4 separate regions of the Sus scrofa genome follow, and all the other regions are linked to region 2. A link is a contact called in public HiChIP or PLAC-seq and promoter capture Hi-C data. All regions are on one chromosome and are shown on one strand. Each heading gives the region's core, a stretch centred on a gene start, on an enhancer-like site or on the middle of the called end of the contact. The rest is flanking DNA. Distances are from core to core; before and after follow the strand shown. Region 1 holds the start of PMVK (phosphomevalonate kinase). Region 2 holds the start of ATP8B2 (phospholipid-transporting ATPase ID). Region 3 holds the start of ADAM15 (disintegrin and metalloproteinase domain-containing protein 15). Region 4 holds the start of KCNN3 (potassium calcium-activated channel subfamily N member 3).

What was found. Promoter capture Hi-C pulls out the DNA fragments that hold promoters and counts their contacts. HiChIP or PLAC-seq counts read pairs in DNA pulled down with a chosen protein or histone mark.
Region 1: a contact with region 2 is called in an H3K27ac HiChIP or PLAC-seq map of skeletal muscle, with 3 times the contacts expected there. The contact joins the promoter of PMVK here to the promoter of ATP8B2 in region 2. A contact is called at or near these places in 1 of 5 promoter capture datasets (fetal skeletal muscle) and 1 of 2 datasets of contacts at active chromatin or transcription factors (skeletal muscle).
Region 3: a contact with region 2 is called in a promoter capture Hi-C map of fetal skeletal muscle, with 4 times the contacts expected there. The contact joins the promoter of ADAM15 here to the promoter of ATP8B2 in region 2. A contact is called at or near these places in 1 of 5 promoter capture datasets (fetal skeletal muscle) and 1 of 47 Hi-C or Micro-C datasets (embryonic fibroblasts).
Region 4: a contact with region 2 is called in a promoter capture Hi-C map of fetal liver, with 4 times the contacts expected there. The contact joins the promoter of KCNN3 here to the promoter of ATP8B2 in region 2. A contact is called at or near these places in 1 of 5 promoter capture datasets (fetal liver) and 1 of 47 Hi-C or Micro-C datasets (embryonic fibroblasts).

What each region holds. Positions count from the first base shown.
Region 1 is chr4:94,856,411-94,863,061 of Sscrofa11.1, reverse strand. PMVK (phosphomevalonate kinase) reads right to left here and starts at 1,394. Exons shown (of 5, transcript NM_001168416.1): 1 at 1,222-1,394. The coding sequence starts at 1,316.
Region 2 is chr4:95,447,245-95,453,405 of Sscrofa11.1, reverse strand. ATP8B2 (phospholipid-transporting ATPase ID) reads left to right here and starts at 4,213. Exons shown (of 28, transcript XM_021089757.1): 1 at 4,213-4,395. AQP10 (aquaporin 10) reads left to right here and starts at 190. Exons shown (of 6, transcript NM_001128454.1): 1 at 190-294; 2 at 1,025-1,151; 3 at 1,699-1,836; 4 at 1,936-2,054; 5 at 2,274-2,491; 6 at 2,955-3,153. The coding sequence starts at 190. The coding sequence ends at 3,153.
Region 3 is chr4:94,746,257-94,753,021 of Sscrofa11.1, reverse strand. It overlaps ADAM15 (disintegrin and metalloproteinase domain-containing protein 15), which reads left to right and starts at 4,929. Exons shown (of 21, transcript XM_001929336.5): 1 at 4,929-5,140; 2 at 6,363-6,469. The coding sequence starts at 5,062. It overlaps DCST1 (DC-STAMP domain-containing protein 1), which reads left to right. Exons shown (of 16, transcript XM_021089738.1): 13 at 1-105; 14 at 806-948; 15 at 1,094-1,207; 16 at 4,278-4,592. The coding sequence ends at 4,529.
Region 4 is chr4:94,927,630-94,934,179 of Sscrofa11.1, reverse strand. KCNN3 (potassium calcium-activated channel subfamily N member 3) reads right to left here and starts at 4,372. Exons shown (of 8, transcript NM_213985.1): 1 at 3,135-4,372. The coding sequence starts at 4,046.

The sequences.
Region 1 (6,651 bases), core at 145-2,644, 590 kb after region 2:
TGAAGAGAAACAAAACTTAGGAGAAAGTGGCAGACACTTAGTGGTGAACGATTCAGGTGGCAAACTCTGCCCTGGGCTTTTCCACAACCTCTTAGAACCCCCATGGTGCCCCAAAGCAACCTCCTGGTACCCCCACCACACTGGCCCTCAAGAGGACCTGGCTTCTGTGCTCTCCAGGGCCGCATCTCAGCAAAAGTGCTCCCACACCGAACATCTTACTTGGAGAGAAAACCTGAGCAAAAGGTATTATCTGGAGAAGCAGTGGGATAAAGCAGAAGGAATTCATTCCTTGGAGCTAGACTAAAGCTGAATTTGAGTCCTGGATCTGCCAATTACTTTGTGCTCCTGGCAAGTCTGGGTCTGGGTTTTGGGGTTTGCTTGCTTGTTTGTTTTTTTGCCATTTCTTGGGCTGCTCCCACAGTACATGGAGGCTAGGGGTCTAATCGGAGCTGTAGCTGCCAGCCTACGCCACAGCCACAGCAACGGGAGATCCGAGCCTCCTCTGTGACCTACACCACAGCTCACAGCAACACCAGATCCTTAACCCACTGAGCGAGGCCAGGGATCGAACGCGCAGCCTCATGGTTCCTAGTCAGATTCGTTAACCGCTGTGCCACAACGGGAACTCCTGTTTTGTTTTGTTTTGTTTTTTAACTTTTCAGAGTGTGGGTTTCTTCATTTGTGAAACGGAGATACTGACGAATAAGACCACACAGTACCTAACAAAGAAATTTTGAGAATTAAATTATATATCCATACAGTATTTGGCACACAATAAAGGCTCAAATAAACCCCAGGTCCTAGGTGATTGTGGGGCAAAGATTTGTCTTTGGAGTCAGACACACTGGGGTGTGGGCTGAGAAAATTCCTTTATTTGTGACTCAATTTCCTCATCTGTAACAGTTACCTGGCAACACTGTCTGGAAGACTGGGAGTGGTTTATAAAAAGTGCCTTTTTTATAACTTCTTTATGCTTCTTGGAGAGACCTAACAGCTTACAGCTTCTGGAGAGGTGGGCCCCTGGTTCTTTGAGGAGGGCTGTGTGTAGATTCTCTTCAACGTGATGGTGACAATCCTGCACCTCTCGCCGCCCAGGGCTCCCCCTGCCCAGCAACATGAGGACCCCCTACGCAAAGTACACTCTATCACACCCAAACACACCCCTCGTGTCACGTGACTGGGGATCTCCCCGGTCCTCCTCCGTCCCGGCCCCACGGACACCTGCTCTGCAGCGCCTCGGTCACGAAGTCCTTCCCGGATTTCCTCTTCCCGCTGAAAAGCAGCACCAACCGCGGGACGCTTCCCAGGGGTGCCATGGGGCCGCTACGCTTTGCGATCCCTACAGCGGATCCTGAACCCTTACCCCTTAAATCGAGCCACCCGGCACAGAATGGACGCGGCCACTGGATGGAGCGGCAACAAGAAGGGGTTCCGCCCGCCCGTCTTCTCCATGGCCGTGGAGAGGATGGTCAACCTGCACAAGTGCTTCTGTGCCTTTACACTAAAGCCTACATAAATGGACTGTGGAGAGAAAGAAGGTTAAGTCCCTGGGCAGCTTTCTCCCCTAAAGAAGCTCCCCTGCCAGAACTCATTTGGAACAGTCCAACCCGCCCAGACTCTAACGTCACGGCCTCGCCTTCTGAGCTGACGCTCGTGACACGTGAGGGGGCGGGAATTGGACGCGACTATTTTCCTCCGAGGAGGAGTGACATCTTAAAATGTCCGAAGTGACCCTCACGCTGTCTTCCACACCGTCCTAAAAAATTGTGAAAAAAAAGAATAAACGTGTTCATATTGCAGACGTTTTCAAAACTGCCTTTTTATCTGTGCATTTTAATGTACGTGTAAAGCCAATCCTTATATGCCCCACAGTGAAAATGGGTGTTTCTGGAGACGAAACCTGGCGAGGACTCGAGAGGTGTGTCTGGTGACGTCATGCTGGGGGTGGGACTTAGTCAAAAGACCTGATTTTATTGTTAAGCCGGTTTGAAAACCGGAGGGGTCGATGTGTTCGACCCTTTAAGGCCCGCGAGAAAATTCTCATCGCTTTTCTAGCCGCATCCTTCACTCCAAAGATTTTCGGAATCCACAGAGCTTGGAATGACTATAGAATAAGTTAAAAGGGGGCTTTGAAGCCACTTCTGGAAATTACCTAGTTTTATGTGGAGTCCAGCTCTCAGCCAGGAGTTCTAGGGGGAAAAATAAGGGATGCTGATCTGTCCCTTCCCTGAATTCCCAGTCCTGCCTCTGCTCCCAGCGGTTGACAGCCAGCCCGTTAAGCAATCAGAATTTCTTTTTTTTGTTTTATGTATTTAATTATTTTGCTTTTTAGAGCCGCACCGGGGCATATGGAAGTTCCCAGGCTAGGAGTGGAAGCAGAGCTGTAGCTACCTGCCTACACCACATCCCCAGCAATGCTGGGTCTGCGACCTACACCGCAGCTCGTGGCAACGCCAGATCCTTAACCCACTGAGCGAGGCCAGGAATCGTGGCCTCATGGATACTAGTCGGATTCGTTTCCGCTGAGCCACAAGGTGAACTCCTGCAAGTGGAGTTTCTTTAGCTCTGGCTCTGTCACAGCTGTCCGGTAGTTCTCTGAGCTTGTCAACACAGGGCCTGCGACCCATTACTGCCTCCATCTTACAAGCTATAAGGTCATGTGCAGAGAAATGAGATGGAAAGACCTTCTTTGAGAGAAACCATTAATTCACTGAATATTGAAAACATGGCACAGGAGAAGCTGTGGACATTGAATGATCAATGGTCAGATACACAAAGATTGGACTTTGGGAAGGTCTTTTTTTTCTTGTAAACAACTCTGAAAGCAGTACACTCATCTGGGAATTTAGAGGGCAGCTAGAGGGGAGTTGTAATCCCAGCTTTGACTCTTAGCGGGAACGTGACCGTCAGCAAGTCACTCTGAGTTCATCATTGATAATGCACACCTCGCTGGGTTGCAATAAGAAGGAAATGAGGACAACACATGCTAAAAAACAATGAAAATGCTTTGGAGAGTTCCCGTCGTGGCTCAGCAGAGATGAATCTGACTAGGAACCATGAGGTTGTGCATTCGATCCCTGGCCTCCCTCAGTGGGTTAAGGCTCCGTTGTTGTCGTGAGCTGTGGTGTAGGTCGCAGATGTGGCTCAGATCCTGTGTTGCTGTGGCTGTGGTGTTGGCTGGCAGTTATAGCTCCAATTCGACCCCTAGCCTGGGAACCTCCATATGCCTCGGGTGCAGCCCTAAAAAGAAAAAAGGAAAAAAAAAAAGCTTTGGATATTCTCAAGTGCCGTCCAAATATGGAGTTGTCATTGATGCTGAGCATTGTGTGATTTTAGTTTATAATCCAACACAGGATCAGATTTCCCACCTTCAATAAGCATTTATTTGGGACTCCACTGCAAGCACCAACCCTACCACTGCCAGCAGAGACTGCAAAGGATTAAGTGCACTCACACACTCCTGCTTTCCTGAGCCACTCCTAAGAAGTCAGAACTTCCTTCACCGGAACCAACCACACCCTTGCCACTTACCCCCACTCCTCCTAGAATGAAGCTCCCTGGAATTCCCAGTGATCAGAAAACATCCCCCATGGAGTTCCCATCGTGGCTCAGCAGAAACGAATCTAACATCCATGAGGACGCAGGTTCAATTCCTGGCCTCGCGCAGGGGGTTAAGGATCTGGCGTTGCCATGAGCTGTGGTGTAGGTCACAGATGTGGCTCAGATCTGGAGTGGCTGTGGCTGTGGCGTAAGCTCTGATTCAACCCCAAGCCTGGGAACTCCTATATGCCGCAGGTATGGCCCTAAAAATACAAAAAGAAAAAAAGAAAAAGAAAGAAAAGAAAGCATCCCCAACCTCTTCTGAGGAGTTCCCTCCTGAACCCTGCCTCAATTGAACCTTGCTGTCCCCTGCTTTTTAGGCCTTTTATTCTCCCCCAGCCCTCAGACCTCAGCATACACGAACTTGCTGTCCGTGGCGTTGTCCCTTCCCAACCACATTTCAGCTTCCAGACCATTGCCCTTCTTCTTGGGAAACCCTGGCTCCTCTAAGACTCCTACTACCTGGCTAAGCTCCCCTTTCTCCCCCTTCCACGTTGAGGACTACCAGTCCTGGCAGTCATTCTCGGGTACTGAGACTCAGCCACTGGCTTCTTATCATCTTTGCCAACCTAGTTCCCATCGTCGTTCTCAGTGACTTTGCTATCAACATGATCACCCCCCATCCAACACCCTGGCAACGCAAAGCCTTGGCCTCAGTTGCCCAAAGTCTTTTTCTTCCTCTCCTCCTGAGACACTGGCTCCCATGGACACACTCTGGGCCTTGTCATCACCAGAAACCACTCGTCCTGCAAATTCACACACCCTCCCACCCTACCCTCCAAGGTCATTTGCTCAAGTTCCCCAGAGCAGTGCTTGCATCCCAGGACCACCACCAGCCCGTGAGACTGTCTAGTATATAACATCTGCTCTTCCTTCCCTCCAAAACCAAAGGGAACATCAAATAAACGAGTATACGTGGGGAGTTCCCATCGTGGCTCAGTGGCTAACGAATCCAACTAGGAACCATGAGGCTGCGCGTTCGATCCCTGGCCTTCCTGAGTGGGTTAAGAATCCAGCATTGCGGTGAGCTGTGGTGTAGGTCACAGACTTGGCTTGGATCCCGCGTTGCTGTGGCTCTGGCGTAGGCCGGTGGCTACAGCTCCGATTGGACCCCTAGCCTGGGAACCTCCATGTGCCTCAGGAGCAGCCCTAGAAAAGGCAAAAAGACACACACACACACACACAAAGTATATGTGGAAAGCTTTCCTAAACCATACAGGGCTGCACAACTATGAGGCACTATTTTGAGGGTAGAACAGGCCGGTCCAAAGGCTGGGATGCTGCTGATGGTGAGGCAGGAAGGGGGAAGGAGCAGGAGTGTCCGACAGGAGCAGACCAACCTGGGAAGGGAGTGGCCAGAGTTCCTGGGGACTGACAATGGAAGCCAGAGCTACCAGACACTGCTGCCTGTTCTTCTGGAAGATGACACTCGAGGAAGCCAGTGCTGGCCTCGGACAACAGAGAGGTACCCCCAGAACTCAGAACACAGTTATGTCTGAGAGTCACCCCTCACTAAAGGGGCAGACCATCTAAAGAGAGCTTTTTGGAGTTCCCTGGTGGCCTAACAGGTTAAGGATCCAGTGTTGTCACTGCTGTAGCTAGGTCGCTGCTGTGGCAGGGGTTCAGTCCTTGGCCTGGGAACTTCTGCACACTGCGGGCCTGGCAATAAATAAATAATAAATAATAATTTGACCCAGAGGACAGCTTGGAAGGAAGGCGCATGTGAAGGAAGCCTGATTGCTGTATTAACACACCCAGAAACAGGATGAGTCGGCAGGGGACCAGCTCTTACAGCCCTGCAGAGCCTAAAGAGGGAGACCCGGGCTTGGTCAGTGCCCCTCCAACCCTACCCAGGCAGAGGGAGTCCTGAGCAGGGGGTACCAAGGTCTGCCCTTCCCAGACAAGCCTGTCCCACAGTGGAACTGGATGCCACCCTGGCTCAGTGACATCACCAGTTTATCTTCCCATGGTTGTTGTCCAGCTGACCCCTCTACCAGTGTTGTCATTGTCAAGGTGACTTGTGACTCAGTCCTTGTGTGTTTTATGACCACTGCTTCCAGGGTGACGGAGCATGGTAGGCGTGGGACAGAATGGTGTGGGGGCTCTGAGGAAGTGGTATGACAGGGAGAGAAAAGAGGGGAAGTCTGAGTTTTTGAGAAGCTGAAAGCCCACACATTCATTCTTTTTATTCATTCATTCTTTTTTTTTTTTTTTTTGTCTTTTTGCCTTTTCTAGGGCCGCACCCGTAGCCTATGGAGGTTCCCAGGCTAGGAGTTGAATCGGAGCCGTAGCCACCGGCCTACGCCAGAGCCACAGCAACGTGGGATCCAAGACTCGTCTGCGACCCACACCACAGCTCACGGCAATACTGGATCCTTAACCCACTGAGCAAGGCCAGGGATCAAACCCACAACCTCGTGGTTCCTAGTCGGATTCATTAACCACTACGCCACGATGGGAACTCCTCATTCATTCATTTATTCAGCTTTTTTTTTTTTTTGTCTTTTGTCTTTTTGTCTTTTGCTGTTGTTGTTGCTATTTCTTGGGCCGCTCCCGCGGCATATGGAGGTTCCCAGGCTAGGGGTTGAATCGGAGCTGTAGCCACCGGCCTACGCCAGAGCCACCGCAACTCGGGATCCGAGCCGTGTCTGCAACCTACACCACAGCTCACGGCAACGCCGGATCGTTAACCCACTGAGCAAGGGCAGGGACCGAACCCGCAACCTCATGGTTCCTAGTCAGATTCGTTAACCACTGCGCCACGACGGGAACTCCAGCTTTTTTTTTTTTTTTTTGTCTTTTTAAGGCTGCACCAGTGACATATGGAAGTTCCCAGGCTAGGGGTCGAATCAGAGATGTAGCCACCAGCCTACACCACAGCTCATGGCATGGCAAGACTAGATCCTTAACCCACTGAGCGACGCCAGGGATCAAACCCACGTCCTCATGGATACTAGTCAGGTTCATTACTGCTGAGCCATGATGGGGACTCCTCAGCATGTATTTAAATGTCTAAAATGTGCCGGGTACCACTAGAGTAAACCAAACAGA
Region 2 (6,161 bases), core at 2,964-5,463:
AGGTAGTCTTCCGTTATCTCTATCCTCCCCAGCTTCCACTCCTGCACAGATGTTAGTTGCTGTTGCTGAGCTAATTGGGTTTAAAGTCTTTTCCTTATCTTTTCCTCTGACAGACAGGAGCTAGCTATGTGACAGCAGTGTGCCTATGCAGACAGAGGGAGCAGCGACCAGAGATCGGGTGTCCTCACCATGGCCTACACTCTGTCCCTGGCCAAACTCAAGGAACGGCTCCGGATCCGCAACCTCCTGGTCCGGCAGTGCCTGGCAGAGTTTCTAGGTGTGTTTGTGCTCATGGTAAGCAGGGTAACTGGGGGAAGGAAAGAGGAGAGGTGGGCAAAAGTTTTGGGCTCCTCCTGGTGTCCTTAGCTCTTCCTGTCCTGCTACAACTCTCTATCATTTCTGTTCCCCAATCCCCCAAGCCTCCCTGCTCTTGTCCCTTCTATTCTTTTCCTGATCCCTCATTTTTATTCCTGTCCCTTTCCGTCTTTCCCTTTCCACTTCTCCCATTTTCCCCTTCCCCCTTTCTTTCCTTTTCTTTCTTTCTTTCCTTCTTTCTTTCTTTCCTACTTTCTTTCTTTCTTTTCCTTCCTTCCTTCCTTCCTTCCTTTCTTTCTCTTCCTTCCTTCCTTTCTTTCTTCTTCCTTCCTTGCTTTCTTGCTTTCTTTTTGCTTTTCAGGGTCACACCTGCAGGATATGGATGTTCCCAGGCTAGGGGTCAATTTGGAGCCACAGCCACAGCAACTTGGGATCCGAGCCACATCTGCAACCTACACCACAGCTCACAGCAACGCCAGATCCTTAACCCACTGAGCGAGGCCGGGGATCGAACCTGCGTCCTCATGGATAATAGTCGAGTTCATTTCCTCTGTGCCACAACAGGAACTACCCACCCACCCCACCCTGTCCCTCTTTCTGCTTTTTCTTGCTGATCCGGTAAGTCCTTACATCTCTCTTGGCCACTCCCCTGTTGGTCTGCCGGGCTCCCTATTCCTTTTTCCTTCTTTATCTTTCTTCTCCCCAACAGCTCTTCACCCAGGGGTCTGTGGCCCAGGCAGTAACCAGTGGAGAAACTAAAGGCAACTTCTTCACCATGTTTCTGGCTGGCGCTCTGGGCGTTATACTAGCCATCTACGTTGGTGGTAATGTCTCAGGTGAGGAGGGTGAAGTCTGGTCATTGGATGGGGGAGGACATGCAATTGAGAGTGCTAATAGTGAAAGGGCAGATCTCATGTGACTCACAGACATTATCCTTGAATGTCCTGGCCCGAGATATGCCTTTGGCCAGGTCCAGTCCCTTCCCTCTCTGTATCTCGATATCTCCCTTCCTCACATTCATTCTCCGATCACATAGGCAAAAATCTGTGCCAAGGCATCAACTGTAAGTGCTCTCCTCTTGTGTCCCTCACCCGAAGGCCCCTGATATTTGTGTTTGCTCAGGACCTCACCTGCTCATCCTCCAGACAGACACTGCGTCAAGCACTATAGTTGAAAGAGCAGACAGACCCAGCTTCAAACTTGGCTTCACTGTGTGACCTTAACAAGTTGCTTAACCTCTTTGAGCCTCAACTTCCTAATCTATCTGATGGGAAGAGTAACATTTGTCTCAAGAATCGTGGGGAGGAGTAGCAGTGTTACCTGGTGACAGTGCTTGGCACTGACACTTAATGGATACTGGTTTTCTTTTCTTTATCCTTGAAGGGGGCCACCTGAATCCAGCCTTCTCCCTGGCCATGTGTCTCTTGGGACGCTTCCCCTGGGCCAAGTTTCCCATTTACTCCTTGGTGCAGTTGGTGTCTGCTTTCTGTGCCTCTGCAGTCACCTATGCACTCTATTACGGTAACAGAGAGAATGGGTTGGGGGCACCTGTGTGTGGGCAAGGGTGCCTCAGAGCAGTTTTGAATGAGCCCTACAGGTAGGTGTCCCCCTACCCTGCAGATGCCCTACAGAACTATACAGGTGGGAACCTGACAGTGACTGGTCCCAAGGAGACAGCCTCCATCTTTGCCACCTATCCTGCCCCTTATCTATCCTTGAGCAATGGCATCCTGGATCAGGTAGGTGTAAAGGGGTGACTTGGGAACGTCCCAGCCTCTGACCCTGTCCCCAGCCTATTTTTCCAGCTCTGGGTGGGATGGGGGGTTGGATTTATATTTGTACCCTACCTTCACCAGCCGCCTATGTTGGACAAAGTCGGAGTAACAGGGGCTGGTGGCCTGGAGTATTTAGGTGAGATGGGGCAAACGGAGAGCCCCTCTGCCTCTGTCGCCTCAAAGGTTCTGGGCACCTGGTTGCTGATGGTGGGGATCTCAGCTATCCTGGACACACGGAACAAGGGAGTGCCTGCAGGTCTGGAGCCTGTGGTAGTGGGGTTGCTGATCCTGGCCATTGGGCTATCCATGGGTGTCAACTGTGGGTACCCGATGAACCCTGCCCGGGACCTGGGCCCACGGCTCTTCACCTATGTGGCCGGCTGGGGTCCTGAAGTCTTCAGGTAGGAGATGGCCTCCCCTGGTGCTGTTCTTCCACTCGCATCCCTCTGCCAAGACCTCTGACCCTGGGCCCCAGTTCCCTCCTCTTAAATAGTTCTTTTGGCCTCTTATGCCTCTTCTAAGCCCCAGTTCTCCTTTTCTCTTTTGTCCCCTCTCTCCCCTTCTACCTTTTCACTGAACCAGTAAGATTTAGAGGTTGTGTTCTTGGGCACATCACATTACCGATTTGGGCATTAGTGACCCCATCAAGAAAATGCTTACATTCATATAATTCTCTAAAGAAAGAGGCTAGACCGAGCTCTCCTGGGGTCTCCTCCTCTCTAAGTGCTATGCTTTGCTGCCAAAACACCCTCTTTCTGGTGTCTATCACCCCAGGAACTGCTTTAGGGAGTTCTCTTATTACCCCCAGTCCTTTGGGGGAAGGCTAAGGGACTCACCCCTGATACCTCCCTCCTGTTCTTGCAGCGCTGGTAATGGTTGGTGGTGGGTGCCTGTGGTGTGTCCTCTGGTGGGGGCCGCTCTTGGCACAGCCACATATCAGCTGCTGGTGGCTCTGCACCATACTGAGGACTCAGAGACAGCTCAGGAAGTAAACTGTGCCCAACCTGAAGTCTCAGCCAGAGAAAGTCCTGCTGCAACTCAGATGTGGACGAGTAAGCTGTGATTCTGACATGACAGTTCTCATGGACATTGAAGACGGCTGGAGACCTCTGCCTGATGACAAGACGTTCTTTCTCTTTATTAATACACCAGGCCCTGGGAAGCTTCTCTGTTTATTCATTTAGTCATCGCTTCCTCCTAAACTGAGGAGGATCAGGTAGAGCGGGATCCCGTTTAGGACCCAGGCTTTTCATCCCCTCCTTCCCCATGCAGGTTTTCAGACCCCAGGACTTCCAGGAACGTAGTTCCTCAAAGTAGCCGCAAGAGGGTGCGCACCCTGGAAACCGGATTGGGAAGGCTGAGGGAATCTGCAGGGTGGTGGAGGCCATCCATCCAGTTCGGAGCATAACGCAGGGGACCTCCTCCAAAGCTTAGTCCCCACTGCCTGACTTTCAGTTCTCCTAACCTCAGCGCCGTCCGCCTTGATGCTCACTGGGGCACCTCGCCTAGATTCAGCCACCCCCAGACAGTAGTTAGGAGTGGGCGAACAGCCTCCACCAAGGGGGCGTGGTGGTACGGGGAGAAGGAACACAGCCGCCAGTGGAACACAGCCATTCAAGCGCCTAGAGTCTGGGGGAGCTAGGCGGAGAAAGTGAGGCACGAGCCAATGCCTAGACTTTCCAGACGGTGTCATTCAATCAACGGGTGAACTACAATGACATGAGCCAGGGCGAGGAGAGAAGGTGAAGGGACAGAGGGCTCCGAGGGAAATCAGTGTAGGGGCAAGGGACAGCTGGCGCGGAGGAAAAATCTCGTCGCTCACCGCTTCCCAACTCTCACACACCTCCTTGAAGAAGACGCTCTTTTAGCAGAGAAGCAGCGTCCTTCTATTTCCACTCTTTAAAAAGCAAAACTCAGCCCTACCTTGCCTCCAGACTTTTTTTTTTTTTTAATGCGGGATAAATCTGGGAGTGGGTGGGCGGGCACCGCGGCCGCGTACCGCCGAGCATCGCAGGGGTTAAGACCCTCCCCCTGCCCCGCACAAAGATGGCGGCGCCCGCCTTCCCTCGCCCTCATCCCTCCCCAAAACCCCCTCCCGCCCCCCGCCCTCTCCCGCCACCTCCGTCACTTCCGCCCCGCCGTGGCCGAAACTGACACAAAGTAGCGGGCCGAGGCCCCGGGGGGAGAGGGGCTGCTGCTGGGGGGGCGGGAGCCCGCGGGGAGCTGAGCCGAGCGCCCCCCGCCCCAGCCCCCGGCATGGGCAGGACGGGGCCGCCGGGGCGGGCGCCGAGCGCTGAGCGCTGAGGTGAGGCGAGGCGAGGCGGGGGCAGCAGCCCAGGAGCGCGGGGCCGGGAGGGCAGGGGCGATGCGGCTGCGGACGCGGACTCCGGGCTGGAGGAGCCGGGGCGGAGGGTGTGGGCAGGGGAGGCCAGGGGACAGGGAGTCGGAGCTGCGGTGAGACGGAGGAGGACCGGGAGTGGATGACTGGAGAGAAGACGGTGTTGGGTGCCTGAGGGTGGGGGGAGATTCTGGAGGCCGTCCTCAGGATGGGAGGGTGGGGTGCTGAAGGGGCGCGTGGAGACGAGGAAAGGGGCACAGGAGTGCGGAGGAGAAGTTTATGGAGCAGCGGAGAGAGGAGAAGCGCCCAGAGAGTTGTGGGGGTGAGAGGAGTACCCGGGTCCGAGGGTGTGGGTTTCTGGAGAAGGGAGTTAGGGATGTCGGCTTTGTAAGGTGACGATCTCTGTGCGTGCGGGAAAACCAAGGGTGCAAACCTCTCTGGGAGCTCAGAGCTGGGAGTGAGTCCTGGGTCTGTCCTTGGCGATGGAAGGTGGCCAGGTGTGGTGTTGGTGGCAAGTGAGCTGGGGGTCTTGGATTCCATTCGCTTCTGTTCCCTGACCTGCCGATAAATCCCTGCGGGTTTTCTCTGAAAAAAAGGAGTCAGTCTTCCTGGATTTGGGTTGGAAGGGAGCAGGGGCCAGGCCTAGAGGAGGAGCCGTTTTCCTTCGTGGAGCTTTGCCTTCTTCCCAGAGCTGGCTATTTTTATCCCAAATGTGGCTGCAGAGGGGGCTGGGGCAGGGTGACGGGGCAGAGCAACGTGGCTGATGGGCCTGGGTTCAGAAAAGCCAGGCTGTATGAGACTGGGAAGGAGAAGTGAGAGAAAGTTCCTGTTCCCAGGTCTCCCACCTCCCTTTTCCTTCCCTAATACGGCCCCCCAGAGGGATGAAGTCTTCAGCCAAGCCAGCTTTCAGCCTCCCCAGGGTCTTAGAGGTAAAACAACTTTCCTGGTTGGTGTCCAGGCTCCTGACTCCTAAGAACCCATGTGGCTCCTTCGTTAACTCTTTCTTTCTTAGGACTCAAACCCAGATCTTCAGGCTTAAAGCGATTCTTGATTGCCTCCCTTACCAGGGCGGGGCTGGCTTTGGAACTTGTGATGCCCACCCTTGCATCCTCTCTTTTAACCTCTCTCTCCTTGCCCCACCCTCCTATGACTCAGACTCTAGCCTGGGTGGAGACCCTGGCTGGGGGCCCTGGAGGAGGGCTTGGCATCTTGAAACGTGGTTGAGGTTTTTCTTCCTAAGCCAGGCACCCTTGGTTGCCAGGGTTGGGAAGGGTCAGAAAGGAAAAGGACTTCTGGCTCTGTATTGCCTGATCGGGGTTCAGGAAGGGAGTCTGGGTTAGTGCACGAAGAGATGGCGTGGGTGACAGGGCCTTGGCCAGAGTGTGTAATTATAGAGGTTGGGCAGACAGGCAATTAGTATCTCTTGGGGCTGACAGGCTGGCGGGGTGTTCCCAGGAGGCAGGAAACAGGGGCCAAGGGGGAGAAAGGCTTTCCATCCAAAGAAAGAGGAGGTGACAAGAGGAACCAGGACCTGGCTGGGAGTTTCTGGGATGAGGCTCTGTGACCCTGTCTTGTAGTCCAGGCCTTTTACCTTTTTAGGTGAAAGGAAGGACATGGGGAGATGGAAAGAAGCAGAGGCCCATCTGACTGATGCTCCCTGAACTTGCACCCAGTGCCCTACTGACTGGACTGGGCTTGGGGTGGGAGAAAGCTAGAGGGGTGGCTCCCCACTG
Region 3 (6,765 bases), core at 3,680-6,179, 700 kb after region 2:
TGGAGGTGAAAGTCGGGGGAGACTCCATGCTGGCCCGGCTTCTTCGGAAAACTATTGGGGCTCTGAACACGTCCTCGGAGACAGTGGTGGAATCGAACAACATGCGTGAGTGATGCTGAAAGTTTTCTTTCCAAGAGTTGGGGGGAGTTCCCATTGTGTATCAATGGGTTAAGAACCTGACTAGTATCCATCAGGATGAGTGTTCAATCCCCGGCCTCGCTCGGTGGGTTAAGGTCCCCGAGTTGCCGGGAGCTGAGGTGGAGGTTGCAGATGCGGCTCAGATCCAGTGTGGCTTGTGACTGTGGTATAGGCTGGCAACCGCAGCTCCAATTCAACCCCTAGCCCGGGAACTTCCATATGCTGAAGGTACAGCCCTAAAAAGAATAAAAAAAAAGAGGTAGGGGACTGACTGGGCCTTGGCAGCGAGAGGGGGTCGGCGTGCTTGTGTTAGAGAAATCAGAGCAGGAAACATCAGGTCAGGTTCGAAGAGTTGGAAACTGACAGGCTTGGGTCAGAGGGGCTGAGGGCTGGGGCCTTGGGACCAGAGGGGCCCGGCCCTTTGGAGCAATGCTGTTCAGCAGAACTTTCTGCAGTGATGGAACATTTCTACATCTGTGCCATGTTGAGCAAAGAGCTTCATGGGCCTGGTGGCTGCAGTATTGATGACACAGCCCTGCAGGATGAGGAGCCGCCAGGGGGAGAGCTGGAAAATCAGAGATCTAAGCCACGCCCCCACTGGCATGGGGAGGTCAACCTGGAGAGGAGCAGCGGGCAGACCGGCTGATGGCCCCATCCCCTCCCGCAGCCTGCCTGCCCCAGCCTGTGCCCCTGAGTCCCAGCGCCTATGTGAGGGCTGCGCTACCAAGCGGCCTGCTGGTGTGTCTCTGCCTGCTCCAGGCTTTCGGCTACCGGCTCCGGAGAGTCATCGCAGCCTTCTACTTCCCCAAGGTGTGCCCTGTCCCAACCTCGACACCCCTAGCGTGCACACACACACACACACCACACACACACACACACCAGCCTGCGCCCAGCCCCCCACCAGCCCCAACTTTGGGGGACGCCTTCTTCCTCTGTACTGTCTCTCTGGCCCCAGCGAGAGAAGAAGCGGATCCTCTTCCTCTACAACGATCTCCTGAGGAAGAGAGTGGCCTTCACCCAACTGAGGAGGGCCGCCATCGTGAGGCGGGCGAGACAGCAGAGGGCTCCAGTAAGTCCAGGCTTGCACTCTTGTGCCCCCACCCCCGCCGCCCCGACTGGGTCTGAGAACTGAGGGGGAGGGGCCTCTCCCTTCAGTCCACCCAGCCTCCACCAAGGTCCCAGGCCTACTGATCACAGTGAGTTCTGGTGAGATGCATGCTAAGTGTCACCCAGCTCCTGGAGGGCAAAGCGATGTACATCTCTGGACCCCAGGATTCAGCCCAGCCTGGGAAGCAGACAGTAAAGGGGAATCAGATTTGATACAGTTGGGTCAGAGGAAAGCAAGAGAGGTTCAGCAGAAACAAGGGACCCTGCGGCTTAGCAGGTTAAGAACTCGACATAGGAATTCCCATCGTGCCTCAAAGGTAACAAACCCAACTAGTATCCATGAGGACACAGGTTGAATCCCTGGCCCTGCTCAGTGGGTTAAGGATTAGGCATTGCCATGAGCTGCAGTGCAGGTCACAGATGGGTCTCGGATATGGCCTTGCTGTGGGTAGGCTGGCAGCTGCAGCCCTGGTTCTTTCCCTAGCCTGGAAACTTCCATATGCCGTGGGTGTGCCCCCCCCCCCAAAGGATCTGACATAGTGTCCGGGAGGATGTGGGTTTTATCCCTGGCTTCACTCAGTGCATTAAAAGGATCTGGTGTTGCTGCAAGCTATAGCTGGCTCAGATCCAGTGTTGCTGTGGCTGTGGTGTAGGCCAGCAGCTGCAGCTCCGTTTCAACCCCAGCCCAGCATTTCTATATGCTGCAGGTGCAGCCATTGGGGTGGGGGCGGGGGAAGAAAGAAGGGGCCTAGGGCAAGGCCACAGGTTCTTCTGAGAGGGATGCAGTGCAGATCCTGGGAGGGAGGGTGGGTAGGCAGGTGGGCTGGGATCAGTGAGGCCTCATGAAAAGGTATGTGGTATAACAGAGCACACGGTCAGAAGAATCAGGTTCTAATCCACACTCCCTCATTAAGCTGTGTAGCCTTGGCCATGGTCTTCCCTGAAGTGCAGTTTTTCCCTCTGAAGAATAGGAGTTTGGACAGATCTGTATGGCCTGCTCGCTAGAATCAGTAATAGAATGGTGGTCAGATGTGGGGCTCTGGTACCAGAGGGCCTGGGTTTGAATCCTGGCTCCTCCCCTTCTTACTATGACTTAATTAAATGCTGAGCTTTCATTGGTTTTTACCTTCTGTAAAATGGAATTAACTCCCCCATCTAGTTGTAGTAAGGATTTTTTTTTTTTTTTGCCTTTGTACCATTTCTAGGGCCGCTTCACAGCATATGGAGATTCCCAGGCTAGTGGTCTAATCAGAGCTGTAACTGCCAGCCTACGCCACAGCCACGCCAGATCCAAGCCGCGTCCGCAACCTACACCACAGCTCACAGCAACACCGGATCCTTAACCCACTGAACAAGACCAGGGATCGAGCCCACAACCTCATGGTTCCTAGTCGGATTCGTTAACCACTGAGCCACAACAGGAACTCCTGTAGTAAGGATTAAATGAGTTTCACTGTCATGATGCAGGCACGTAATTCATTGTGTGATCCTAGGCAAGTAACCACCTCTCCAAGCATCAGTTTTCTTGCCTGAAAAAGAGATGATGATAATAACAATATCTGCCTTCCATGGTTATTTTTTGAATTGAGTCAATTTACTTACAGTTTCTTGGTACAGGACCCACATTACTTAAAAAAAGTGTGGCAGCCGTTCTTATTCAATCAGCCCTAAGAAAGCTCTGAAAAGTGAGAGACTGTGTTTGCTTGACTTTTTCCTTCAGTGCCTAGAATCTCCAACTCCCATGATGCACAATAGGGGCTGAATGAATGTCTGATGAAAAAAATTAGCATACCATGCGAGCCGGTGAGCGTCATGTCCCCCTATTCCACCATCTTGATGCGGCCTCTTAAGAAACCCACTCAAAATGAACATACTGGAGTTCCCGTCGCGGCTCAGTGGTTAACGTATCCGACTAGGAACCATGAGGTTGCAGGTTCGATCCCTGGCCTTGCTCAGTGGGTTAAGGATCCGGCATTGCTGTGACCTGTGGTGTAGGTCGCAGATGCAGTTCGGTTGCTGCATTGCTGTGGCTCTGGCATAGGCCGGCGGCTACAGCTCTGATTCGACCCCTAGCCTGGGAACCTCCATATGCTGTGGGAGCGGCCCAAGAAATGGAAAAAAGACAAAAAAAAAAAAAAAAAGAAGAAGGCCAAGCCGAAGAGTTCTGCATTTTTCTGGCAGGAAGTGGGGCCCCTGGAGTCTCTTGAGCAAAGAGTGACATGATAAAGTAGCCTGAGAATTCCTGGCAATTGTGTGGAGAGAAGGTGGGGTGAGGGGGAGGGAGCATAATGAGCCAGGCTTATGATTTGGAATCAAGGTACCTAGGTCCAGCCAGGTTTGGTTATTTCCTGGCTGTCTGCCTTTGGAAAAATCACCTAACATTTGTGAGATTCATCTTTCTTACATATAAGGTGGGGGAACACAGTAGTAATAGTCTTACCTGCCCTACTCACTTCTCAGCCCCAAGGTAAGAATCAAATTAAGACACATTTGGGGAGGAGTTCCCCATGAGGCACAGTGGAAACGAATCTGACTAGTAACCATGAGGTTGCGGTTTGATCCTTGGCCTCGCCCAGTGGGTTAAGGATATAGTGTTGCCGTGAGCTGTGGTGTGGGTCGCAGACAAGTCTCAGATCCTGCGTGGCTGTAGCTGTGGTGCAGGTCGGCAGCTGTAGCTCCAATTCGACCCCTAGCCTGGGAACCTCTGTATGCTGCGGGTGCGGCCCGAAAAAGAAAAAAAAGAACAAGACAAATTATGGGAAAGTGTAAATGATGATGATTGTTGCTGTTACTGGTTGGTTCCTCCCAAGGCTGCATCCTCCCACTTCATCACGGAGGGAGGCTCACGGAGTGAAGGATGCTCTCTAGGATCCACTTCTTAGCAACCTTGTCTTCCAGGGTCTTCTGTGCCCAAGCTGGCTTCCCCCAACATGTAGACATAGTCAGTCCTTCAGACAAGAAGTGCTGTCCAATAACCCCTTCTCTCCTCCCTGCTCCTCGAAGAGCTCTAAACCTGCCTTGCCTGCCAACAGCGCCGCCGCCTGGCGGACATCCTGCACCGCCGCTGTCCTCTCTTGCGCCCCTGGCTCCGCCGGCGATGCGTGGTGTGCCAGGCATCCGAGACGCCCGAGTCCTACGTGTGCCCTACGCCTGACTGCGAGGCGGTGTACTGCCGATCCTGCTGGAACGATATGCGGCAGCGGTGCCCGGTCTGCACACCCCGCGAGGAGCTCTCCTCCTCCGCCTACAGCGACAGCAACGATGACGCTACCTATGCAGAGTGAAGGGGGTTCCTCCTCGCTCTCCCACATGCTCCTTCCTGTTTAATAAATGCTTAGTACACTCCTGTTGCCCGCGCTTCGCAGGGGTCCGATAAGGGAGGGCGAGCCCCGCTCTGCATGGCGGGCAATCAAGGGAATTGATCCGCCTGATCCGGGCAGACCCGGGCTTCAGGACACGCGGCTGGCAGGAACGGGTCCAGACCCAGGGCCAGGTGTAGGCGCGACTCCCAAGCCGGTCGGACCAGGCCTCCGCTCCCACCCTGCACAGTAGCCAGAAAGTGGCGGGACAAACCAGCTAGGGCAGCGCAGGGAATCTGAGTCGTTGGCTGAGTCCCCGCCTCTTTGGGACTGGGCGCTCGGCGGAGGCGGGGCCTTCCCGGGGGCGGAGCCTGGCCCTGGGCCCGGTGGGAGGGGGCCGGGCGGAGCCTGGTGACCGCTCTGCGCCGGGAGGTGCGTGAAGCAGACCCGGCCGCCGCTGCTCCTCGGCGAGCGGCCCAGCACCTGCTGCCCTCGCCCAGCCCCGGGCCCCGCTGCCATGCGGCTGGCGCTGCTCTGGGCTCTGGGGCTTCTGGGTGCGGGCAGCCCTCTGCCCTCCCGGCCGCTCCCAGATATAGGTGAGTGCTCAGCCAGGAGCGGGCCGGGGGCGGACTGGGAGGATGCAGGGGTAAGTCGGGAGGCACTGGGGTCCTGGGGTCGGCTGGAGACCCTGGGAGACCCCAACCGGGGCGCAGCCCGCCCTGGTCTGCTGTCCTGGACCGAGGGCTCGGCGACTCGGAGATGGAATGGAGAAGGAAGGAGGGGGGATGCCGGCGCTCGCTGCCCGGTTTTCCCCTGCTCCGTCCCTGCGGACACTTTTAGGCTCCGGCATCAGGCACCGAGGGGCCTGGACCAGCGCCTCCTCGGGATCGCGGTAGAGGGTCGCTGCTCCCCAGGACTGACGTCTTCGCTCCTCTGGGGCCTAGCTGCCCGTTCCACCCGGTGCCAGGGCGCCGAGTAGGCACGACTCCTAGGGTTTGGCGAAGAGAATTCTTCCTGGTCCCTCATCCCAGGCCTGAGCGGCCAGACACCGCTCACCCTGGTGCTGATGCCACCAGAAGCCTTGCTGGGCGGGAGGGGGTCCGGGAGGAGTCGGGAGTGGGGAGAATTGGCCGGGAAAGAGACTGGGACACCAACTCCTCCTTGGAACTTTCACTTCCCGCTGCTGTCTTGGGCCGGGGGCCGAGAGGGCAGGCGCGGGTGGAGTGTCCGGAGGAGAGAGGACCATTGTGGAGGGCAGGGGGCGGACTCCGGGAGGAAGCGGAGGCTGTGGGGAGCGGGTGTGCCTCGTTGGGCATGAGGGGTGTTTAGGGAGGGGGGTGTTTGCACTGCTCACCCAGAAATGGGCGTTGCCGGCATCTCTGATGTGAGGAAAGGGAGGGTGAGTGGGCACCGGGCCACAAGGCTTCGCCCAGTCCTGAGTGGGGGCGTTCCTGGGGCTGGGGGGGGGTCTTTGGAAGGGAATGGGAACTGGGGGAGGGTCCCTGTGAGAACCTGGGATTGGCCTGAGGGGGGACCGGGAGGGGCCACAGGCTGGACAAACTGAACTTCTTTCTGGGGACTTGTGGATGAGTTGGTGGGATGGAAGGGAAAAATTGGAGAGAGGCACGCCCCACCTCACCCCCCGCCCCGTTTAGTAGTCTCCTTTAAGTCCCAGCATGCAATGCAGGAGTCCTTCAAGCAGAGAAGGGCCTGGCTATGCTGGGAGCCAGGTGGGTCAAAGGATATCAGCACCCCCCCTCCCCAGTCCTGGTGCTGATTCTCTCAGCACTCTCTCAGGGTGTCCCGGGGTCTCTGCAGGTGGCACTGAGGAGGAGCAGATGAGGCCAGAGGAGGCCCTGAATGGGCCTTTGGAGCCCCAGATCCTTCAGGACAACCTCACCCTCAGCCTAGCAGAGGTGCTTCCGGTGAGCCTCCCTCGCCCCCCAAATAAAGAAACACACCCCCACCGGGCACCATCCTGAATAAACAGGTGTCTCGAGGCAAAGCCTGGTGGAGCAGCAACCAAGTGGACCTCACTGCAGCATGGCCATCCCAGGTCTGGCTGCCTCTCCCTCCGCAGAGCCGGCACCTGGCTTCACTTAGCTCCCTCTCCCCTCTATGCACACATCTGTCTGCCTCGGCCCCGCCCAACCCATCCATCTCCACGGAGAAATTCTGAGGCCAGACTTGCTCTCTGGGTCCCCTGTTGTCAGTTTTCTCA
Region 4 (6,550 bases), core at 3,123-5,622, 520 kb after region 2:
CAGAGAACTTCTGCTCAGGCACGAGGTTAGCAGTCATCACTTGGGGAGAAAAAGTGTGTCCCTCTCCCCATGACCTTTGAGGGAGAACTGCCACCATCAGTGCAGAGCCACCCAATCGGGGTGGGGTGCCTGAGGCCACCCCGTCCATCCTCCAGTTTCCAGACGGGTCAGCAAAGCCAATCAGATACACAGAGCTCTCCAGCAAAAGAGACCATCACCCATCTCTCCCCAGGGTCCTCAGAATGCCTCTGGGTCCCCGCCCCCAGCTAATGACTCTTCTTTCTGACGTGAACCCTCTTGTCACAACAGAGTCCATTTTGTCTGCAAGGCTGGGGATCGGATGTTCATCTGCCCCACAACAGACCCATGTTTACAGGTGGTTTCCCGTCAGCAGACCCAGTCCCTTCTCAGAACGGCTCGCCTCCAAGATACAACTTTTCTCTCCACTGTCAAGTCTTACTTCCCAAGCTATCAAGGCCCCAACTAATTCTGGAGCCAGAGGTCAATTAACAGAGGAAAAGGACATCTCCTTTCCTCTCCTCATCATAGAAACAATAACAAGAGGTCCTTATGGAGTGCCTTACACTCACTCCCTTGACAGTGGGGGAGACAGGCTGGCAGAAGCTACATGGCTTGTCCAAGATCACACACTGGAGGTGGCAGAGCTGGGCTTCAAACTCTGGTCTGAGTCTTTAAAACGATCCTGCGTGCCTCCAGGAGAGAAGAGGGGAGAGCTGCCCTATGCCCTCCTGACACCCAGAAAATACTCGTTTCATGATGAGTCAGTGTCAAGGTGGATAGATGATGGAAGGGCGGGGGAGCAGGGGAGCCGGTTAAAGCGAGCCCTGCTCATCACAACCAGTACCCACCCCAAGTGCACAGGAAGTGGCCCCCTCACAAGCTGAGGCAAGCAGGATTTTCCCCATGGCTGCCCCCTCCATGCTTCCATCAGCCAGAGGGTCATCAATTTAAAATTAGGTGAAGCCTGGCCCCCTGGCTCACCTCTCCCTTCCTTCCCATCAGAGTCCGCTTTCTCTGGCTCTAGGAAAGCCCCTTTCCCTGAATTCCCCATTAGGGAGGCACCTGCTCCCGGTCCTTTCCTGCCCAGCAGCAACCCTCCCACGGCATTAAGACAAATGTGCGTAGACCATTCCCACCCCCAGGGGCTGTCTCTGGGAAGGGCCTTCCCTAAAGAGATCTGACCAGCCGGTTCACTGAAAGAGAGGGAACTGGTCCTGCCCCTTCTCCCCACCCCACCCCCGGCGCTTGGACCTTCATCTGTTTCCCCAGCATGGGCTCCTGGTCCCCAGAGGGTGCCTGGAGGGAGCTGGGGTCGTACCTAGGGCGGCTGCCAGGCCTGCCGAGGCTGGTGGCCCCCCGCTCCTGGAGCGCTCAGCGGGAGAAGGATGCGAGCAGAAAGACCCACAGATTCCGAGGCTCATTACAGGGAATGACTAAGTGAGCTGCGATTCCAGGGGAAACCCCACTCGCTCTGGCTCACTGAGGGGCTGAAATCCTGGAGCTATTTCCAGGAAGGCAGCTTCCAGGAGCTGCCCTGGGCTGAAGCAGTCCTCTCGGAGCAGCCAGGTGCCTGGGGGACCCTCCGCCTGGAAGTCTTGATCCTGGCTCTTCAGGTCGTCTGACAGGTCTGCCCCACCCCTTCCCCAAGCAGGTACATCGGCCCATCCCCTGCTGGAGCGAGTGAGCCAAAGGCTGGGAATGGGGGAAATCCGATCAGCACCTCCTAGGTTTTTGCGGCTGGATTTCAACAAGGAATGTGACAGTCTCGCAGCAGCTGTGCCCAGCCTGAAACAAGCTCTATTTGAAACCTCCAACAGCTGAACCCCTCCCAGCTACCCGCTGGCCAGCCCAGCCACCCCCTGCCCAAAATGACAAGTAAGTAGAGAAATGCAAGCAGCAACAAGCATGCACACACACACACCAACAAATCAGGGGTGAAGTGTAGAGTGGGAAAAAAATCCACTTGCCCAGTAACTCCCCAGGTCTCCAAGCCTCCCAGCTCACAGCAGGAGGGCTCCCAGCCAGCAGAGCTTCAACAGAAACCCACCTTCCTCAAGCCCCACTCCCTTGGAGGACGCGATTTCCAAGCCCCCTCTGGAAGGGAAACCCCCTCCTTCGTCTTGAGACTGGACCGAGGCTGGAGCAGTGGGGCCAGCTCCCCCGCTAAAGCTGGTGCCGCCGTTCTCCATCGGGGAGCGCACTCACACACTCGCGCACACACTCATCCTTATTTATCCCCAGAAGAAAGAGTTGGGGTGGGAGGGGAGAACTGGGGCTGAGCCGGGGGCGCAGGCTCTCGGGGACGCCCAGGAAGCCCTGTCATGCCATCCGAGGGGGAGGCACTACCCCCACCCCCAGCTGAGGCCAAGGTGGCGCCCATCTGCTCTGCCTGGGTAACACCTGTAGCCATTTTTATCAGGGGATGTTTACGAGGCAGCAGCAGGTTTATTCTGAGTCCTCTTTCCTAAGGGAAAGAGTCGCTGATTTCCTCAGCCTGTATTTTTACCCCATGCCCCCAGGAGACTGGAGTCACGGGTGCTTTTCTCTTTTGCCCTAAGTCTCTCAGGAAGGAGGAGGGAAACAGAAACTTGGGAAGAGAAGGAGAAGACAGAGAAGGGGCTGGCATGGAATCCCCACCCCCTCCCCAGACATTTATTTCTTTTTTATCCTCGGGGAAAATGGAGTGGAGCAGGGGAGGGGAGGAGAGGAGGGGAAGTCACAGAACTGGCAAGCACATCAAGGCAGAGTGTAATTAATTGGTGCGTTAAGCTGCTGGGTTATGCTTTAGTACGAGTGAGCCGGGAGGAAAGATGATTTCTCAGAAGGGATTCTTTAATCCTCCCTAACACAGAGTCTGCAAATGAGACACAGCGTGTGGGGTGTCCGCCCCCCCCCCAAGAAAGCAAGGAATGAATTCTCCCAGGATTAAGCAGGAAAACCATGGGAAGTTGAGTGTTCAATATAACGGAGCCAATGCCTCTCCCCACCACCACCACCACCACCACCACCATCTCTCTCTCTCCCCCGATCTCTCTCATCTCTCATTTCTCTCTCTCTCTCTCTACCTACATATGCCTTTTGTTCAAGGTATAAAGAGAAACTGCAGCCCCTACCTTTGAGTACAAACCCCAAGAGAGCTCGGTCTCTATCACCATAACAACAATTCCAAACATCCCAAAAATCAGAGCATAGTCACTCAGTCGCTTCCTCTTTTCAAACAGGGCCCTCCTGTGTCCCAGCTTATAGCCAATGTTTTGGTTTTTCCGCTTGTTGGCTTTGGGGAAGGTGGTGCTGCTGGCAGTGGTGCCGGCATGCTGGTGGTTGTGGGTGGCGTTGGGGTGGTGGAGCAGGGTCTGATGGGCATGGTTGTCCTCCCGGGAGGAGATGATGATCTCGGGGGGGTTGCTGGGGCTGAAGAGCTGGAGGGGTTGGCCCTCAGGCTCAGCCTCAATGAGGTTCCTCCGGGAGGCGCTGAGGCGGCTGAGGGGCTTCATGACCCCACCGCTGTACTTGCAGGAGCTCATGGCGATCTCCGTGAAGGGGTTGCTGTCCCGCCGGTGCACCAGGGGGCTGGCCTGCCGGTGCCGGCCGCCTCCACCAGGCCCACTTGTGGCTGTGGAACTTGGAGAGTGGCCAAGCAAGTGGTCATTGAGATTGAGCTGGCTGCCTTGCCTGGAGGAAGGGTGGAGGATGGCGGTGGAGTTGGACGAAGGGGGTGCCCTGAAAGCAGTGGGAGAGGAGTGTAGCAGGCCGGGATGAACGGGCTGGCTCTGGAGTTGGGCGAGCTGAGACAGGGGATGCGGTGGCTGCTGCTGCTGTTGCTGCTGCTGCTGCTGAAGCTGCAGAGGCTGAGGCTGCAACGGGGGTCCCGGGGGCTGCTGGGGGGCTGCTGGTGGTGCCGGCGGCGGTGGCGGCGGCGGCGGCTGCTGTTGTTGCTGCTCATCCCCGGAGGATGGACAGGGGCACTTGGGGTCTTCATCCAGGTCTCCCACCCCGGAGTCATGGAAGTGCCCAGAAGTGTCCATCTTGGGGCCTGGCTGGATTTCCTGCAGCACAGCCCCCCACCCCAAAGCCACCCTTGCTCCAAAGATGTCCTCAAAGAAAGCCAGGCATCCAAGCTCCCCCACCAGAGTGTCTTGGCTCCAGCCCTCTCTCTTTGGCTTGCTTCGGTTCTCTGGGGCTGCCTGGAGTCCAGACGCTGCCACTCAAGAATGCATTGTACTGGGCACGGAGGGAGAGCAGGAGGGGCGCTTGGAGAAAGAAGAAGAAGGGGGAAAAAGAACTCTGTCTCAGGAGGTGGTCCTCCAGGAGCGTGTGAGGCCAGGCTCAGCTTCACTCCTCGCTGGCTCAATAGCTTCGCTCTCCTCCTCCTGCCACTGTTATAGGGTAAGCCAAGCCCACTTATTAGCAGCTGGTCTCATTGGCTTGGCTTAACTCTCCAACCACCTCCTAACTCCGCCCCCCAGCATAGGCTCCTCCCCGGAGGAGGGGCCTGCCGCGCTCCGCTCCCTGCCCTGGCGGCAGCGCAGCGAGGGCTGGGAACTGTAGTTTCCGCTCGCCACCCTGGAGCTGAGCGGCTGCCCTCTTTCCTCTGACAGGTATGGCAGAAACCCGGCAGCCCACGGCGATCCGGGATGTAAGCGCACGAGGGGGCGGGGGGCGGGGAGGAGGAGCCGAGGTCGTCCTACGGAGGGGCGCTATGCACCCGGATAAGGGGTCAAAAGGCAGGAAGACAGTTATTAATGGCCAGGGTCTGCCATAGGTTGTTTCACACATATTATCCAGCTACAACCTCCAGACACCCACGGAGGTGGGCATCGTGTTGCCATTTCACCAACTGATGCTCAGAGATACTGAGCAACAACCTCAAGGTCACAGAAGCAGAGGGCATCCACATCCAACTGACTCCAGGTAGACAAGCTCACTGACTGAACTGCCTGCAGTACGTGAGCAGGAGCATCTGTTATTTCTAAGCCTCACATCAACCCTATGAAGATGATGTCATCACTCTCCTTTTACAGATGAAACCCGTTTTTAAAAAAATCACTCAGGCACAGATATGTAATTTGCCAGCTGTCACCCTGTTTGTAATTAAGGCTGCTAGAATTCCAACCCGGGTCAGTCTGACCCCGCAGTTCCCATACCATCTCCCAGGATGCCATTCCATGATGATGTTCAGGGCAGAGTGGTTGCTCCATAAATTTGCTCAAACGATGGATGAGAACGAGCCAGAGAGAGGCTGTGGAGGAAGAACCGGCCTCCCCAAAGCACGATGTGTGACGTGGACTGTGACTCTGGCAGACTTGGAGTCACAGGAGGGTCTGGCAGGAAGACTGAAACCCCCCTGTGGTCACACCCCACCTGACCTGTCCCAAGCAGCTCTGAGAGTCAGAGCTGGGAACAGCTGCTGGCTTCCCAGGTTCAGAGCCATCATCAAGTATTTATTAAGCTCCCACTGTGTGCAAAGGGCGTTCCAAAAGAGATGGGGCCCCAGCTGAATTCATTTCCATTTCTAAGTGCAGCAGACCCACGGGTCAGTGAGGAGGGGGCCGTGATGAGATTCCCCAGGCACACCTGGGGCTTTAGGGGGCAGCGTCTTCCTGCATATCTCCTGTGTCTCCCATCACCCCTTGGCCTCTGGTAGGAAGGGGAAAGAGGAGGAAAGATACGCATATGCAAGTGCACACGACGTGTACATAGGTGTGCACTCCCTGGCCCACAAACATGCACACACGTGCACACACGCAGTGAGGTTCTAAAGCAGCTCTCCTGAATGGTGAGCGCCAAGTGGCCAGGTCATGGAAGGGCAAAGCTCCCCCCAGAGGAGCCCAGGCTATCCTCTGTATGCCAGTTCTCACCTCTCCAATCCTCTATCAGCCCTAATGCCTGAGAGCTAAGGACTACTTGAAAGCCACGTAATTATGACATAAGATAATCTTGATTATTGTTATTATTATCAGTGACAGGGTCACACCCCTGGCACTATAAGTCATAGCTCTGGGGCTCAGACACAAGCCTGGGGTCTTATATATCCTCCCACGCCCATGCTGGCCCTCAAGTACCCCCCCACACCCCACACCCTCGAGCATTCCCTGCCTTCCCTCCCCTTCCCTTCTGTCTTCTTGGTTCTCCTCCTTCCATCCCTAAAAAGAGCCACCTATTTGGTTAAGGCTTCAGATCATATCCTTAGGCTCAATGATTTCCTAATAAATTATCAGTACTGTGTTGTCAGCAGCAGAAATGTGCTGCCAGTATTACTCCTCTCTGCTGGATGCAGCATCTGGGCTGTGGAAAATCCATGTTTAAGGACAGATTCCAGGTCTGGGTATTTCTGTGCCCGCTCCACCACCAATACCTGTCTTCTTCTCAGTTTACCCTTTTGAGCCAGCCTCCTGCCCCCAGATCCCCTGGCCCTTCCAGCTGGATCCAGTGGGAACTGGGAGCTCAGTATGTTGTGCTCACATGGATTGGGATGAGAAACACCTGGGGAGGATTATCTACCAGAGCCAAAGGTTGATTAGAGACTCAT